Linked DNA regions of Sus scrofa: region 1 is linked to region 2. Evidence: chromatin contacts called from public HiChIP or PLAC-seq data. All regions are on one chromosome and are shown on one strand. The core of a region is the stretch at or near the end of the contact, and the rest is flanking DNA. Distances in the headings are between cores, read along the strand shown. Region 1 overlaps PPP4R1 (serine/threonine-protein phosphatase 4 regulatory subunit 1). Region 2 overlaps RAB31 (ras-related protein Rab-31).

Evidence for each region. HiChIP or PLAC-seq counts read pairs in DNA pulled down with a chosen protein or histone mark.
Region 1: a contact with region 2 is called in an H3K27ac HiChIP or PLAC-seq map of alveolar macrophages. The contact joins two enhancer-like sites. A contact is called at or near these places in 1 of 47 Hi-C or Micro-C datasets (embryonic fibroblasts) and 2 of 2 datasets of contacts at active chromatin or transcription factors (alveolar macrophages and skeletal muscle).

The regions. Positions count from the first base shown.
Region 1 is chr6:98,472,008-98,475,953 of Sscrofa11.1, reverse strand. The region is part of intron 2 of PPP4R1 (serine/threonine-protein phosphatase 4 regulatory subunit 1); the gene reads right to left. Among named protein-coding and RNA genes, the nearest start is that of PPP4R1, 11 kb to the right of the region's middle. Within about 2 kb of position 2,258, at least 4 of the 83 cell types and tissues checked have an H3K27ac peak or open chromatin away from gene starts, as enhancers often do. A contact at or near this core is called in alveolar macrophages, where this site is marked.
Region 2 is chr6:98,333,202-98,337,300 of Sscrofa11.1, reverse strand. The region is part of intron 3 of RAB31 (ras-related protein Rab-31); the gene reads left to right. Among named protein-coding and RNA genes, the nearest start is that of RAB31, 51 kb to the left of the region's middle. Within about 2 kb of position 2,415, at least 12 of the 83 cell types and tissues checked have an H3K27ac peak or open chromatin away from gene starts, as enhancers often do. A contact at or near this core is called in alveolar macrophages, where this site is marked.

The DNA.
Region 1 (3,946 bases), core at 1,009-3,508, 140 kb before region 2:
CCTCAGGAGCATGACATTCTAACCCACTGGAGATGATTTTAGTTCTCCCTGTACTAACACCAGAGGCTGCTTTCCTGTCCCCTGAGAACATAGTTCAGCTATGCTACAAGTTCATGCTAATTTCATGCTCACTCAACAAGACTTGGGAATCCACTATTCCTTTTTTTTTTTTCTTTCTTTTTTTTTTTGGCCACACCTGTGGTATGCAAAAGTTCTGGGCCAGGGACTGAACCTGAGCCACTGCAGATAACGCAGACCTGTGCTGCAGACCTGTTGGGTCACAAGAAAACTCCACATAAGTTATTTTTTAAAGCACCATCTATTGTATTAAGAGATACCCATTCAATAAAATTTTGTTTACAACGTATTTATCATAATCTGTGATACATTCTGGTTGAACAACGAGTATTAATAACAATTGTGTAGTTTTGCGGCCAGAGGAAATAAAAATTTTCAATTTTTCACATACATATCTTGGGTGCAGAAAAGTGTGATAAGGTAATCAACAAAAGTTTCCAGCATAAAAATATTTTAGGGTAAAATTTTGTGCAGGAGGTAGAAAGCCATCAAGAAGGAAAAAGAATGTCAAAGTCCCAGTTTAAAAAGTTTATTCTTGAATTTTTGAAAATGGATGATATTGTGAAGTGCTTAATATTTAGACTCCTTTTTTTTGGGGGGGGGGTCTTTTGTCCTTTTAGGGCCTCCCCTGCAACCTATGAAGGTTCCCAGGGGTCTAATCGGAGCTGTAGCTGCCAGCCTACGCCAGAGTCACAGCAATGCCAGATCCAAGCATGATCTGTGACCTACACCATAGCTCATGGCAATGCCAGATGCTTAACCCACTGAGCAAGGCCAGGGATTAAACCCGAAAACTCATGGTTCCTAGTCAGATTCATTTCCGCTGCACCACGATGGGAACTCCCTAGACTCCATTTTTTAAGCGATAAGAGAGTTTAATCTTTTTTTTTTGTTTGTTTATTTGTTTTAGTGCTGCATCCATGGCATGCGGACATTCTCAGGCTAGGGGCTGAATAAGAGCTGCAGCTGCTGGCCTACACCACAACCATGTCAGATCTGAGCCATGTCTGTGACCTGCACCACAGCTCACAGCAATGCCAGATTCTTAAGCCACTGGGTGAGGCCAGGGATTGAACCCACATCCTCATGGATACTTGTCAGGTTCTTAACCCACTGAGCTACAACAGGAATTCCAAGATAGTTTCATCTTGAAAATAACTTCAAACTTTAAAATGTATGACAGGGAGTTCCCCTCATGGCTCAGCAGTTAACGAATCCAACTAGGATCCATGAGGATGCAGGTTCGATCCCTGGCCTCGCTCAGTGGGTTAAGCATCTGGCGTTGCAGTGAGCTGTGGTGTAGGTCAAAGCCGAGGCTCAGATCCCGAGTTGCTGTGGCTGTGGTGTACGCCAGCAGCTATAGTTCTGATTCGACCCCTAGCCTGGGAGCTTCCATATGCCCTGGAAAGCAAAACAAAAAAAGTATGAGAGATAGTTTTTGAAATTACTTTAAGGGGTATCCCATAATCAAGTCTGAAAACCACTGCCCTCACCTTTCACCTGTCACATCTACTCTGGTCTCTCCTCATCCTAATCAGGTTTACAAATCTGAGCCACTTCAACCTTCCTAAAGCACCTCTCTCAGTACACCCCCTGCCCTTCCCCCTCCTCCCTGAACGAGGTGCAGCTCTCCCGCTAGTCCAAGTCCCCCCATGCCCACCCCCACCTCGTCCCTCCCCAGGTCAGGGCCCGAGCTGGGCTCCATCCCGCCAGGTGCCCCACTCAATCTGCGCCATGTCTGCCCCATTTATCCTCGCCCCAGTTTAAACTGACCTGCTGAGAAATACCATCCAGGAACTATCTCCTTCACTTTCAATTAAGATCCCTCCCTCCTCCTACCGATCCCCCAGACTTGGGGGCCTCCAGCAATAAATTTGCAGAGGACAAAGCTTGTCTTGCCCATCTCTGTATTACTTGAACAAACACACACAAAAGGAGGTCCAGGGCTCCTCCAGCAGAACGCCTGTCCACCAACCTTTGTTGAGGGCAGTGCACAGAGACTGCCAAGCAGACAAGGGTCTTTTAAAATGCTTCCTCCTCCCCTAACAATCGCATGACATTAGCATATCAATACTCTTGAGAAGTAAAACACCAAAGAGAACGGATTGATTTGTACAACCTAACTTTCACCACGCTTGATCAGAACTTCCTTCTATTCCTTACATGTCATCTAGAGAATCTTCTAAAACACGAAAAAGCTGACATTTGGTCCTCCAACTTCTTCCTCAGTAATGCCAAGGCCACAATAAACTTGCCCCCGCTTCCCTTTTTTTTCTTTTTTGGCCACCCCATGGCATATGGAGTTCCCAGGCCAGGGATCAGATCACAGCTGCAACCTATGCCAATGCTGGATATTTTATTTTATTAAAAAAAAATTTTTTTTTTTTTGGTCTTTTGTCTTTTTAAGCCTGTACCTGCAGCATGTGGAGGTTCCCAGGCTAGGGGTCTAATTGGAGCTGTTGCTGCAGGCCGGAGCCACAGCAATGCCAGATTCGAGCCTACACCACAGCTCACAGCAACACCGGATACTTAACCCACTGAGCAAGGCCAGGGATCGAACCTGCAACCAGTCAGATTCGTTTCCACTGCGCCACAATGGGAACTCCAGTGCTGGATCTTTTAATCCACTGTGCCCAGCGCAGCAGAGATGCTGCTGATCCTGCTGTGCCACAGTGGGAACTCCCCAATTTTTGTTTGTTTCCCAAGTCTTTTGTATCTTAGAAAATGAAAGATAATGAGACCATACCAATTTACTCATGTTTTAGAAGAGTTACCTTACCATGTGGGGCTTTAAATGATATTTTAACAAACCAACCAAAAGCGAGGAAAGGTGAGCTCCTTGTAAAGCAGAAAGCCAGTGAGGAAATGTAACTGATTGGGGTAAGAATCAACACACACTAATACTAAGGGGTAAATGTTGGGGAATGGGATAGTTCCCTTACTAACAAAAAATGGAAAAAAAGAACCTTTAAGTGCAGAAATCTGGCAAACATCACGCCTTAACCAGGCATTCCTGCATGCTCGCAGGAACACACACACAGAAAGCATAACCTGAATTAAATCATGAGGAAACACACAAAACCAAATTGACTCTTCAAAACTACCCGTATCATGAAGGATAAAGGCTGACAACTTGTTCCAAACTGAAGAGACATGACAACTAAAGGCAATGCAGGAGCTTCGATTGGCAAGATAGTTGCTATCAAGGACATTATTGGAAAACTGGCGAAATTTTGAAAATGAAGGACATACTACATAACTGATTTGTATCGATGTTACATTTTCTGTCTATAATTGTATAGAGATAAATAGAGCAAACTGGCAAAAAATTAACAATGTTGAATGTGAGGTGAAGAGTTTTGGGAATTAATTATAACAGCAGTGCAAATTTTGTGTAAGAATGAAAGTTTTCAAATAAGTTTAATTTAAAAATAAATTATTTCATTGTTTAACTGCAAGTTAGAGTCATGGCCAGAAAAATCAAGATTTGTCCCAGCAAGTATATACGAACTGGGCTCCCATCTATGGGTAAAGAATAAAAACATTTCGGATCTTGGACTTACAGTATAGTGCAGGGTCAGCAAACTGTGTTTCACCAGTAGGTAAAACTGCCCCCTCCAAGTCTGTTTTCGTAAATAAAGTGTTATTGGAAGACAGCTATGCACTCTCATTTCTGTACCATCTACAGCTGCTTTCATCTGTGGCCCACAAAATCTAACATGTTTACTATCTGCCCTTTTACAGAAACTTTCAACCCCTGGTCTAGTGATGTAGCAGAAACACAGTAAGTCATTGCTTGGGGGAAAAATTAATAGAAAAATATAAATAACAATTGTGAAGAACCATATAATGTTATAAATATATATAT
Region 2 (4,099 bases), core at 1,166-3,665:
TTTTTGGCCTCATGGTCGTCCCATCACTCCCACCCTCGAAAGCCTTGTTTGTCACCCCTGGATGACCTTGCCCACTGTCCCTCTGCGCAGTCTTGCGTGTCTCTCCAGTGACGGCAATTTTTCAGTCGTTTTGGCAGCTTTTTGCTGGACTTAATTGTGCTTTTAATGATGTTGCCTAATGTTTGAGCTAAAAATAAATTCCCCGCCATTGCTGGTGTGGGCTGCCACTTATTCTTTCATTAATGTTGGAGTCCAGCGGGTTTTATTATCCCTCCTTATCTTTGTAGAAATCTGCCGCTATTCTCCTTAGTTTTCACAGTGCTGAACAAGCAAAATCTCTTTGGATTTATGATTTGACGCAATGCAGACAGATGTCAAGGAGGGAGGGTGTGCAGCTCAGCGCTCTGCTGTGTTCATCCCCAGCATGGGACCATGTCTGTGTCTGCCTGGCACATACCGCCCTCCTGGTGATGCCCACTTACTGCTGGTACAATCCTGTGGCACAGATTCATACTCCTACAAGATTCTTTTTCCCTCTGAGCACCCAAGATGTAAAAGGAGCCTGGTTGTCCTTGCTGTCCTGGTATAAGAGTGCATTCACTCCTGACATGATGTCTTAATTTTGCTTTGAGTTCAGCCATAGATGCTGGGCATCCTCTGACCCTTTCAATGGCAAGTGGCAATCCAGTGAGTGATTCTGTAAGAGAAACAGTTTGAAAAACATAACCATTTTCAGTTGTTGGTTTTTGGTTTTTTTTTTTGTTTTGTTTTGTTTTGTTTTTTTTTTTTTTGATGCCCCAAGGTATATGGAGTTCTCGGGCCAGGGATCAGATCTGAGCCACACTTGCAACCTCAGTCTCGGCAACTCCAGATCTTTAACCCACTGTGCTGGTCCTGGGATTGAACCTCTGTCCCAGCACTCCCAGGTTGCCACTGATCCCATTACTCCACAGTGGGAACTCCTCCAGTTGATTGTTGAATCCAGAGTTAAAAGCTTACCATTTTCAAGCCTTGCGCCATTGTTCTGCAGCTCCCAGAAGGCTTTGGAGAGGGAAGGAGCCCACGTTGGAGGTTGGAGCTGGTGCAGGCTCTGTAGGTTTCTGTCCTGCCCTCTTTGCAGGGGTTGTCCTGCTGGTTTCCGCTCAGGTTGAGCTTCAGAGGGGCCGAAGTCAATTAGCAGGACCTCTGGAAGGATGTTCTCAGGAGCCGCAGCTCGGATGGGGCCCGGGAGAGAGGATGGAATTTATCCGCCTGCTCTGTCCTCCCATCCCCCATCATCAGGATTTGGGGGGCGCGGGGGTGGTGGGGAATGAGACTTCAGTCCCAAGGTGTCAACACATCATCCTTCCCTGAGTTTTGATTCCTCCTTTGTTTTTTTTTTTACTTAAACCAGGGACCAGAATATCCTCATTGCTATTAAATATCACAGTGTGAGATGTGGCCTACACTTTCTAGATGTATGCCTGCCTTAGCACACAGTTTCAGGGAGTTCCCTGGTGGTGCAGTGGGTTAAGGATTGGCATTGTCACTGCCATGGCACAGGTTTGATCCCTGGCCCAGGAACTTCCGTATGCTATGGGTGAGGCCAAAAACAGTCAGCATCAGAGTTCCCTTTGTGGCTCAGAGTGAACAAACCCAAATACTATCCATGAGGGTGCAGATTCGGTCCCTGGCCTCACTCAGTGGATCAAGGATCTGACATTGCCTTGAGCTGTGGTATAGGTCACAGATGTGGCTCGGATCCAGTGTTGCTGTGGCTGTGGTGTAGGCCGGCAGTTGCATCTCTGATTCGACCCCTAGCCTGGAAACTTCCATATGCTATGGGTGTGGCTTTAAAAAGCAAAAAACAAACAAACAAAATAGCATCTTGGAAAAATCTTAGGCTTCCTTCTCTTGGTCTGATGCATCAGAGCAGCATTATTTTAATAACTTAACATGGAAAAACATTAATGTCATTTTATTCTTTTGTTTCATTTGGTGGAAATCAGTGTTAGAGCTGTCTGTCTTTCCCAGTGGACTGCCTGAGTCATAACAGTTGCATTTGTACAATTTTGGTTTCAAGTGAACCACAGTCACCAAATCCACAAAGATAAATTGATGGTTCCATTATTAGCATTAAAAACTCTCCACTGCTCTACAGACACATCTGAAATTGGATGGATTGGCTCCTGAAATCAAGCTCATTGTTCTATGTTTTTTAAAGATGACATTGGAGAACACATATACATACTAAAAAATAGCCTCTCCCTAGATCCCCAGCCCTAGGCTAATTTCACTGTATAGATTTGTCCAATCTGGACATTCAGTGTAAACGGAACCATGCAGTCGGTGGTTTTGTTCCTGGCTTCTTTCACAAGCACTGTGTCATCAAGGCTCATCTGAGAAGCTGTGTCAGAGTTTCCTTCCTCTTGAGGCTGGTTTATATCCCATTGTGTGGATGACTGCATTTGTTTATCCATTCATCTGTCCATGGATGAGTTGTTTCCACTTTTTGGTTTTGATGAGTCATGGTGCTGTGAACACTTATGTACAAGTTTCTGTGCGGATGCACTTTTTTCCGTCTCGGGTGTGTATCTAGGGGTGAAACTTGTGGGTCAGATGGTGGCTCTGAGTTTAGCATTTTGAGGACCTGCCAAGCTGTTTGCCAAAGTGGCCGCACCATTTCACATTCCTGCCCGCCAGGGACAAGGGTCTAGTTTCTCCACATTTTCGCCAACATTGTCTTTGCCTAACTCAGGGTCACATAGACCTACTCGTGTATGTTCTTCTAAGAGTTTTCTGGCTTTAGTTCATTTAGTTCTATGATCCGTGTGTGGTTATTTCCTGTGTATCTTGGTAAGAAAGGAATTCAACTTCTTTCTTTGTACGTCAGTATCATACAAAATCAGTTGTCCCAACACAGCTGAAAAGACTATTCTTTGCCCAATTAGATGTTGTGGCACCTTCATTGAAGATCAGTTGGCCACACATGTGAGGGTTTAATTTCAGACTCTTGGCCCTGTTCCTTTGTTCTAAAATTTTCCCTGATGCCAGCACCACGTTGCCGTGATTACTGTGGCTTTGCAGTGAGCTTTGAAATAGGAAGCGTGAGTCTTCCCACCTTTTCTTTTTCAAGATTGTTTTGGCTGCTCTGAGTCCCACGCATTTCCCCATGAATGTTAGGGCTGGCTTGTAAATGTTTACCAAAAAAAATCCAGCTAGGATTTCAATAGGGATTGTTTCAAATCTATAGTGAATTGAAGGTTACCTACACCTTAAACCTTCAAATTAAAAGTGACAAGTGAATTTCACACTGTCTTTCAGAGATTACTTGTGATTTGGAAATGCCACCTTGACCTCAGAGTGATCAAAAAGAAAATATTGAATAAAGTATTAAATCTTTTACATGTTTATATGTGGCCCCTGTAATAAATTCATAAAGAACCATAAACAAGTTTATATTGTGGAGTTAATACTTATAATTTACCAAACCAAACCACCGGTAGATTTGAAATTTAGAGTATTTGACTAAATTGTATGTTTGAAAAGAAGGAATCTAGGGGTTCCCATTGTGGTTCAGTAGGTTACAAACCCAAGTAGTGTCCATGAGGACTCAGGTTTGATCCCTGGCCTTACTCGGTGGGTTAAGGATGTGACGTTGCCATAAGCTTCGGCATAGGTCACAGATGTGGCTGGGACCTGGTGTTGCTGTGGCTGTGGTGTAGGCCAGCAGCTGCAGCTCTGATTCGACCCCTAGCCTGGGAACCTCCATTTGCTGCGGGTGCAGCCGTTCAAAAAAAAAAAAGAAAGAAGGAAGGAATATATCTTCAAAATAGTATTATTTGCAGCTGATTTAGTTTTATTTCAGCAATATTATCTAGCCTATGACCAGACTTTGTGCCGTGGTACTGCTGAAGATAATGAGATTCTGAAACCCATTGATTCAAGAGGCTTGTTATAGTCCTGTTCCTAGTGAGTGCACAGACTTATTTTTTCAATCATGAGAGGTTTCAAGCATTCCAGAAATAACGTAATAAATGACTGTATTTGCACCACGCAGAGGTCTTTACTTGTTCCTCCATCAGAAGTTTGGCCTGAGCCCCAGGGCCTGAGGAAGGAA